Regions from separate parts of the Zea mays genome. Here region 1 is linked to region 2. The links are chromatin contacts, called in public Hi-C maps. All regions are on one chromosome and are shown on one strand. Each heading gives the region's core, a stretch centred on a gene start, on an enhancer-like site or on the middle of the called end of the contact. The rest is flanking DNA. Distances are from core to core; before and after follow the strand shown. Region 1 holds the start of LOC100192721 (Mannose-1-phosphate guanylyltransferase 1). Region 2 holds the start of LOC100284198.

What was found. Hi-C and Micro-C count contacts between places; a contact is called where the count stands out from the background.
Region 1: a contact with region 2 is called in a Hi-C map of bundle sheath, with 2.8 times the contacts expected there. The contact joins the promoter of LOC100192721 here to the promoter of LOC100284198 in region 2. A contact is called at or near these places in 6 of 25 Hi-C or Micro-C datasets (bundle sheath, endosperm, leaf and 2 more).

What each region holds. Positions count from the first base shown.
Region 1 is chr1:21,351,532-21,354,481 of Zm-B73-REFERENCE-NAM-5.0, reverse strand. It overlaps LOC100192721 (Mannose-1-phosphate guanylyltransferase 1), which reads right to left and starts at 1,427. Exons shown (of 14, transcript NM_001137922.1): 1 at 1,330-1,427; 2 at 1,117-1,217; 3 at 927-1,030; 4 at 626-686. The coding sequence starts at 1,156.
Region 2 is chr1:21,146,292-21,149,263 of Zm-B73-REFERENCE-NAM-5.0, reverse strand. It overlaps LOC100284198, which reads left to right and starts at 1,505. Exons shown (of 7, transcript NM_001157093.2): 1 at 1,505-1,680; 2 at 1,844-1,900. The coding sequence starts at 1,870.

The DNA of each region.
Region 1 (2,950 bases), core at 178-2,677, 210 kb before region 2:
TCAAGTATTACCAGCCTATCATCTCTCTCTTCCTCTCTAAGCCGGCAACTCGGGGGCATAACCCGGTTGACGAAGGCGGCGACGGCGTGGGGGTATAACCCTGCCGGCGACGACGGATCGCGACTACGAACTACGTAGCCGGGGTCCCGCTGCCTTGGGTACCACTACCCTTGACAATATATCACTAATTACAAGGTGATAGGCAAGCTAGCACAACTGTAGAGCCTTAAGCCCATTCTAGCCTAGTAGAAGATAAAAACAGGAAAAAAAAAACAAGATACTAATGACAAGGCAGATGCATCTCTATAATTTTAGTGATCTCAGGTACAATACCATATATTAGAGGCAGATGCGTCTCTATAAGATGTAACCAACGAATATGCCAAAAACAAGATACTAATGACAAGCTCAGCTTCAGATTCAATACCAACCACTACAGTTCCATTCCACTTATTCTGACTAGTGATAAGTGGACACGCTATCATTCGGTCTAAACAGCAAAGCAAAGAACAACCTCGTGATGTTCTATTATTACACTATCCATGCTTGTGTCTATGATCATCATCAAACTGATAAATCGAGCCAACACGAAAGAAGAGTATGTTTCAGATACTTGGCAACCTACCCAGCATGTCTGGAAGGGGGAAGCTAGAACAGACGTCGCAGTTAAGCAGAACTATGTGTGACTGCAAAACATCAAGCAAAAACAGTAACGAAGTTTTAGAGGATGCCACTTTCTTGATCCAATCGGCATAGCAATGTAATAGATTCCTACAAACCCCAGACGCTGAATGTGTTCTGACTTCTGAATAGGCAAAAGCTATTCAAAAAGATGTGGATAAAGTGATCCACTGCATTACTGCAGCTTTAGAAATATCCGACTTCCAATTCAAGATGACAATCAGGCCATGGCACTAAGTCATTACCGGGCTGTCTTCCATGATGTAATCTCTAAAGATGTAGAGCCCTCCAGCTGACCCGTGAGGCTTATCCTCTCGCAGGTACCTAAAATTTAAATTGGCCAGAGACCCTGTCAATGACACGGCTCTCTTAAATCTCCCTAACGCACCCAGCCAAACACTGCAGAAGCAAACAACATGAGGGCACGAAACAAACCTGACAGGGATCCTGAGCTCGTTGGAGATAGACGAGACATATAGCGCGAATTCCCGCTCGTCGTAGAACCCGATAAGGTATATCTGTGCCAGGTTGGGGATCTGCAGCAATGGGATGCAAGAAAAAAAAACTTTCTCATACGAGCCGCAGGCCGAACCATACAAACGTCACAATTCCACAAAGGACAGGGGAGCGCAGGAATTGGTGGATTACCCGGCTGCAGGCGGAGATGGGGTGGTGCACCATGGGCTGGCCGGCGATAGGGAAGAGCGGCTTGGGCACGTTCAGCGACAGCGGCCGGAACCGCGTCCCTGCACCCGACACCAGCACCAGAGCAAACCGATCAGAGTATCAGACGATGAGAGGGCAGAGGAGGGTCCCGGGGGCGCGCGGCGCAGATCTAGCAGCACTAACCTTTGGTGGGGCCGCCGACCATGATGACGGCAACGACGCGCTGCTCGTAACCGGCCATGGCTGCTCTGCTTCGGCGCTGGTGGCGGAGTGTGGGGGAGGGAGAGACGCGCGCGGGCGAAGGCGTGGCGATGGGATTTGGAGGAGAGCGTGGACCGCGAGTATTTTAGCGGAGGCGAAGGCGATGCCGATCAGACGTCGGAGGAGGTGGTGAGAGCGTAGCGGAGCGGAGGCGGGCGATTTCCGGGCAGCGGCTTTCTGACTTTGTGGGTCGTGCGCTGCGCCCGGTGGGATCCGTGCCGCACCGGGGTGCGGGTGCGGGGTTGAACTGGCGCTGAAACCGGTGGCTGAGCCACCGAGGGCAGAGCCGAAGCTTCATTTCTCCAAATGCCGATAATAACGGTCAGGGAACGTGGCGGTAGCGGATAACTGAGCTTGCACGGAATATCCCGTCTGGAGTTTAGGATATCCTGGTGGAGTACTGTGTTAGAGATGGACGAAGGCGAAACCCTGGCTTGCTGGATCTGGATGGTACTGCCTTTGAGCAAGGAAATTCATGCAACTAGTGGTTTCCGCGCGCCCTGAGCGAGGTTAAACAATATTTAACTCGTTTGTGAGATCTTAATTTATAAATACATACTTTTTTAGTTCTTTTTTATTTATCGTGTTTTAGTTTAAAAATAAACTAACGAACGATAAATATTCGAGAACGAAGATAGCTATAAATTTATTTGAAAAAATAGTTAGTAAGCGGAACAATGTGCACATGATTTATTTGAGGGTACTAATCATATAATATGTGTTGAATTGTAGAAGTGTACAAAAGAAAGATCGTAGACAAACATGTTTGAAAGTCGCCAAGAGGAGGTGAATAGGCAGAAACTGAAATTTACAACTTTAAGCACACTACAAGCTTGGGTTAGCGTTAGAATAAAAGTTAAGTTCGAGAGAGAGAGGAATAAATCGACCAAGAAAATAAAGCGGATGACACGATGATTTGTTTTACCGAGGTTCGGTTCCAAAGAACATAGTCCCTGTTGAGGTGGTCACAAAGACCGGGTCTCTTTCAACTCTTTCCCTCTCTCAAACGGTCACCTAGACCGAGTGAGCTTTCTTCCTTGATTTCCCGGGTCACTTAGACCCCACAAGGACCACCACACAATTGGTGTCTCTTGCTTCGCTTACAAGGCTTTGAGAGTAAGAATGAGAGAACGAAGAAAGCCAACCAAGCAACAAGAGCAACAAAGAAACACAAGACGATCTCCTCACAAGTTCTAAAATACTAGAGTTGAATTGTGGACTTTGATTTGTTCGGATGCTTTGATTTGTGTCTTGGAGTGTAGTGTATTCCTCTTGTATTGAATGCTCTGTTGTGAATGCTTGGATTGTTGGAGTGGAGGTGGTTGGGGGGTATTTATAGCCC
Region 2 (2,972 bases), core at 256-2,755:
TAAGGGACCGTTTGAGAGAGGGAAATGGTTGAAAGAGAACCGGTCTTTATGACCACCTCAACGGGGAGTAGGTTTGCAAGAACCGAACCTCGGTAAAACAAATCACCGTGTTATCGTTCTTATTCGCTTGTGATTTGTTTTCACCCTCTCTTTCGGACTCGCATTTAATTCTAACGCTAACCTGACTTGTAGTTGTGCTTAAAGTTTGTAAAATTCAGATTCGCCCTATTCACCCCCTCTAGGCGACTTTCAATATGTCATATGTGAGAAGTTGCTAAATGATAGTAGGGAGTAAACAAAATATGTTTTCTAGTAGTTCTCTATTTTTAGCTGCCAAATATTTTAAAAATATGCCAGCTATAAACTCATCTCGCTCTCACGTTCTAGAAAGTTTTATGTTCTTTCCATTAAACATGATATTGTTTTTGAAATGTTTCTAAAATTTGTGTACAAAACAGACGCAAAATCATTCATAGATTCCAAACAAGACCTAAATTGCAAACTATAGAAATAAAAAAATATAACATACAACAAAATTCTTCCACATAGTAGCCCGAAGTTTATTAATAAAAAATAAAAGAGAATAAAAACAGAACACATAGAACACTAATTTCGCACGAAAAATGCTTTGAGGAGTCAATCTCGAGTTGCCAAATGTAGAGACAAGAAAGGATAAAATAATAACTTCTTAAATTTAGCAACATCGTTTAGGGTACATTAGTCCTTAAACTAACATTTATGAACCTTTTTACATGATAGTTAGAGATGCTATTAGTCACCGTGTTTGGTAATTTAGGGACCAAACATGCCCTTAGTCATTTAATCATTTTGTTTTAGCTCATAGGTGTTGTTTGGCTCAGACATTGTTACGAGAATGGCAATGGAATCTCTTGTCGACGGTAATGGTTGTTAGCTATAATTAGATTGGATATTAGTACTTAATACTGATATCGATATCTATTAGCCCTATAATCCGTTCGTTACATTTTAGGTTTCACTGGACCAAACACCCTCTTAGGGTTTTTCCATAAGAATAAAAGAGAGTGAAAGAAAAATATAAGAGCTAATTTAGGAACTTTATTTTTTTAGTTGAATTTCTATTTTCTTAAAGAAAAATAATTGAATTCTCTTGGAAAAATCGATTTTTAGGGAAAATGGGGTTCTTAAACTAGCTCTAAGGTCTAGTATAGGAACACTGAATTTCTATATTCACAAAGAAAATTAATTCATTTTTACTTAGAAAGATAGTAATCCTTTTTTAAATGCGCAATTGGATCTATACCATTAAAAGATCCAAACTTTAGATATATACCATGGACCCCACATGTCATTGACTCATGTGGACCCACATGTAAGTGAGATAGTAATGGTATGGATCCAAGGTGGTGATCTTTTAATGGTATGGATCCAAATTTCCCTTTTTTTAAATAGAATTCCCAAAATAGCTGTAATAAAACAGAAATTTCCAAAGAAAAAACGGTCGAGGAGTCCCGATGCGGCTCTTTCTGAATTCTGACGCCGTCGATGCATAACCTCCTCGTGCGTTGTTTGTCTCTCTACTTCTCTAGTCTAGCCCCTCTGTCGCTCTCAGACGACGGGTGCGCCGCCGCCGCCGCCCTAAGCCAGGTGCTGACTGCTGAGGCTTTCTTTGGTCTCTTCGCCGGCGACGACACCCGCCAGGTACTCCCACCCGTTCTTTTCCCTTCCCTTCATCCTGTTCGAAGCTGAGCACCGAAACCCTAACCTAAAGCTATTTAGCTATTTGACAACCCTCCTAACTTCGAAGTTTTTTTTGTTGTTGCAAAAATCACCCATATTCCTTTACTGGATCTGCCCCTGCTAGTATCCACGGTGTCATTGCAAGACAAGATGGTTTCCTTCGAGATGAATGACCTCAAGAGTATGGACTTGTCACCACTCTTTTTTTAATTGTCTTCCCAATTTTTGTTCCATTTGTTTCTGATAGGAGCATAGATAGTTTGTGCTAGGCATGAATGTGTATTGATTTGCTTGACGTCCTTTGTTTCTGCCTCATAATTCAGAACTTAACAAGTTAGCATGTTTGCAAATTGTCTTGTGATGAATGTGACAAAGTCACCCTCAGGGATGCTACTTTGTTTTGAAGGTTTGCATGTCTTTAACTGATATTTGATGATTTTTCAATCATATAAACTGTGACATGCACCTCATATCATGTAAAAACAGTAGTTTTAATGTGTTGATCCATCAGGGTAATATCATGTGTGGAACGTGCTGTATAATTTAACCTGCATTTTTTTGTCTAAATGTGTTAGTGTTACAATTGACCATGAGTGGCAGCATATATCATGTACTGTGTGCCTGTGGTCTACAATATGCCAATATCACTTGAGTGGTAGTTTTAGTGTTATAAGTGTGTACAATGCAAGAGAGGCAACTTGCTAATTCTTTTTTTTCCCTTCAAGGGTGGGCTGGGGGTGTTATTAGAAAGAACAAGTATATGGGTCTGTTCATCCTCGATAGCATGTGTGATATTCTAGCAGTTTGTTACTGTGTCTGATCTCAACTGAGTTTGTCCAATCTGTGGAAATATTGGCTCAAGTGCACCAACTGGATAAAGCTTTCAGGCAAACCAAAGATATTAAAGTTCAAGATGTCTGCTGGTTAGGCCGACACAATTGCCATACTACACAAATACTAACTGCAGTGCTGAGCTGCTGTCTGACTGCTGAATCCTCTGAAAGATGCTTGGATTTAGTTGAAACAGGCCTAAGATGTTTATGCTAGTTTTTAATTGACTACTGTAAGAAACATCTACTCAGCCATTAGCTAAGAGCAACTCCAAGAACCTCTCTGTATTTTTCCTCATTGATAGGAATGGAGATTTTGGGTGAAAAAATGTCCTCCAACAAGTTCTTTAATTAGATATATAAATATTGCCATCATCTATTCTGGATTTCTCGCTAGCTAAAGATGGAGAGTGAGATTGGCTC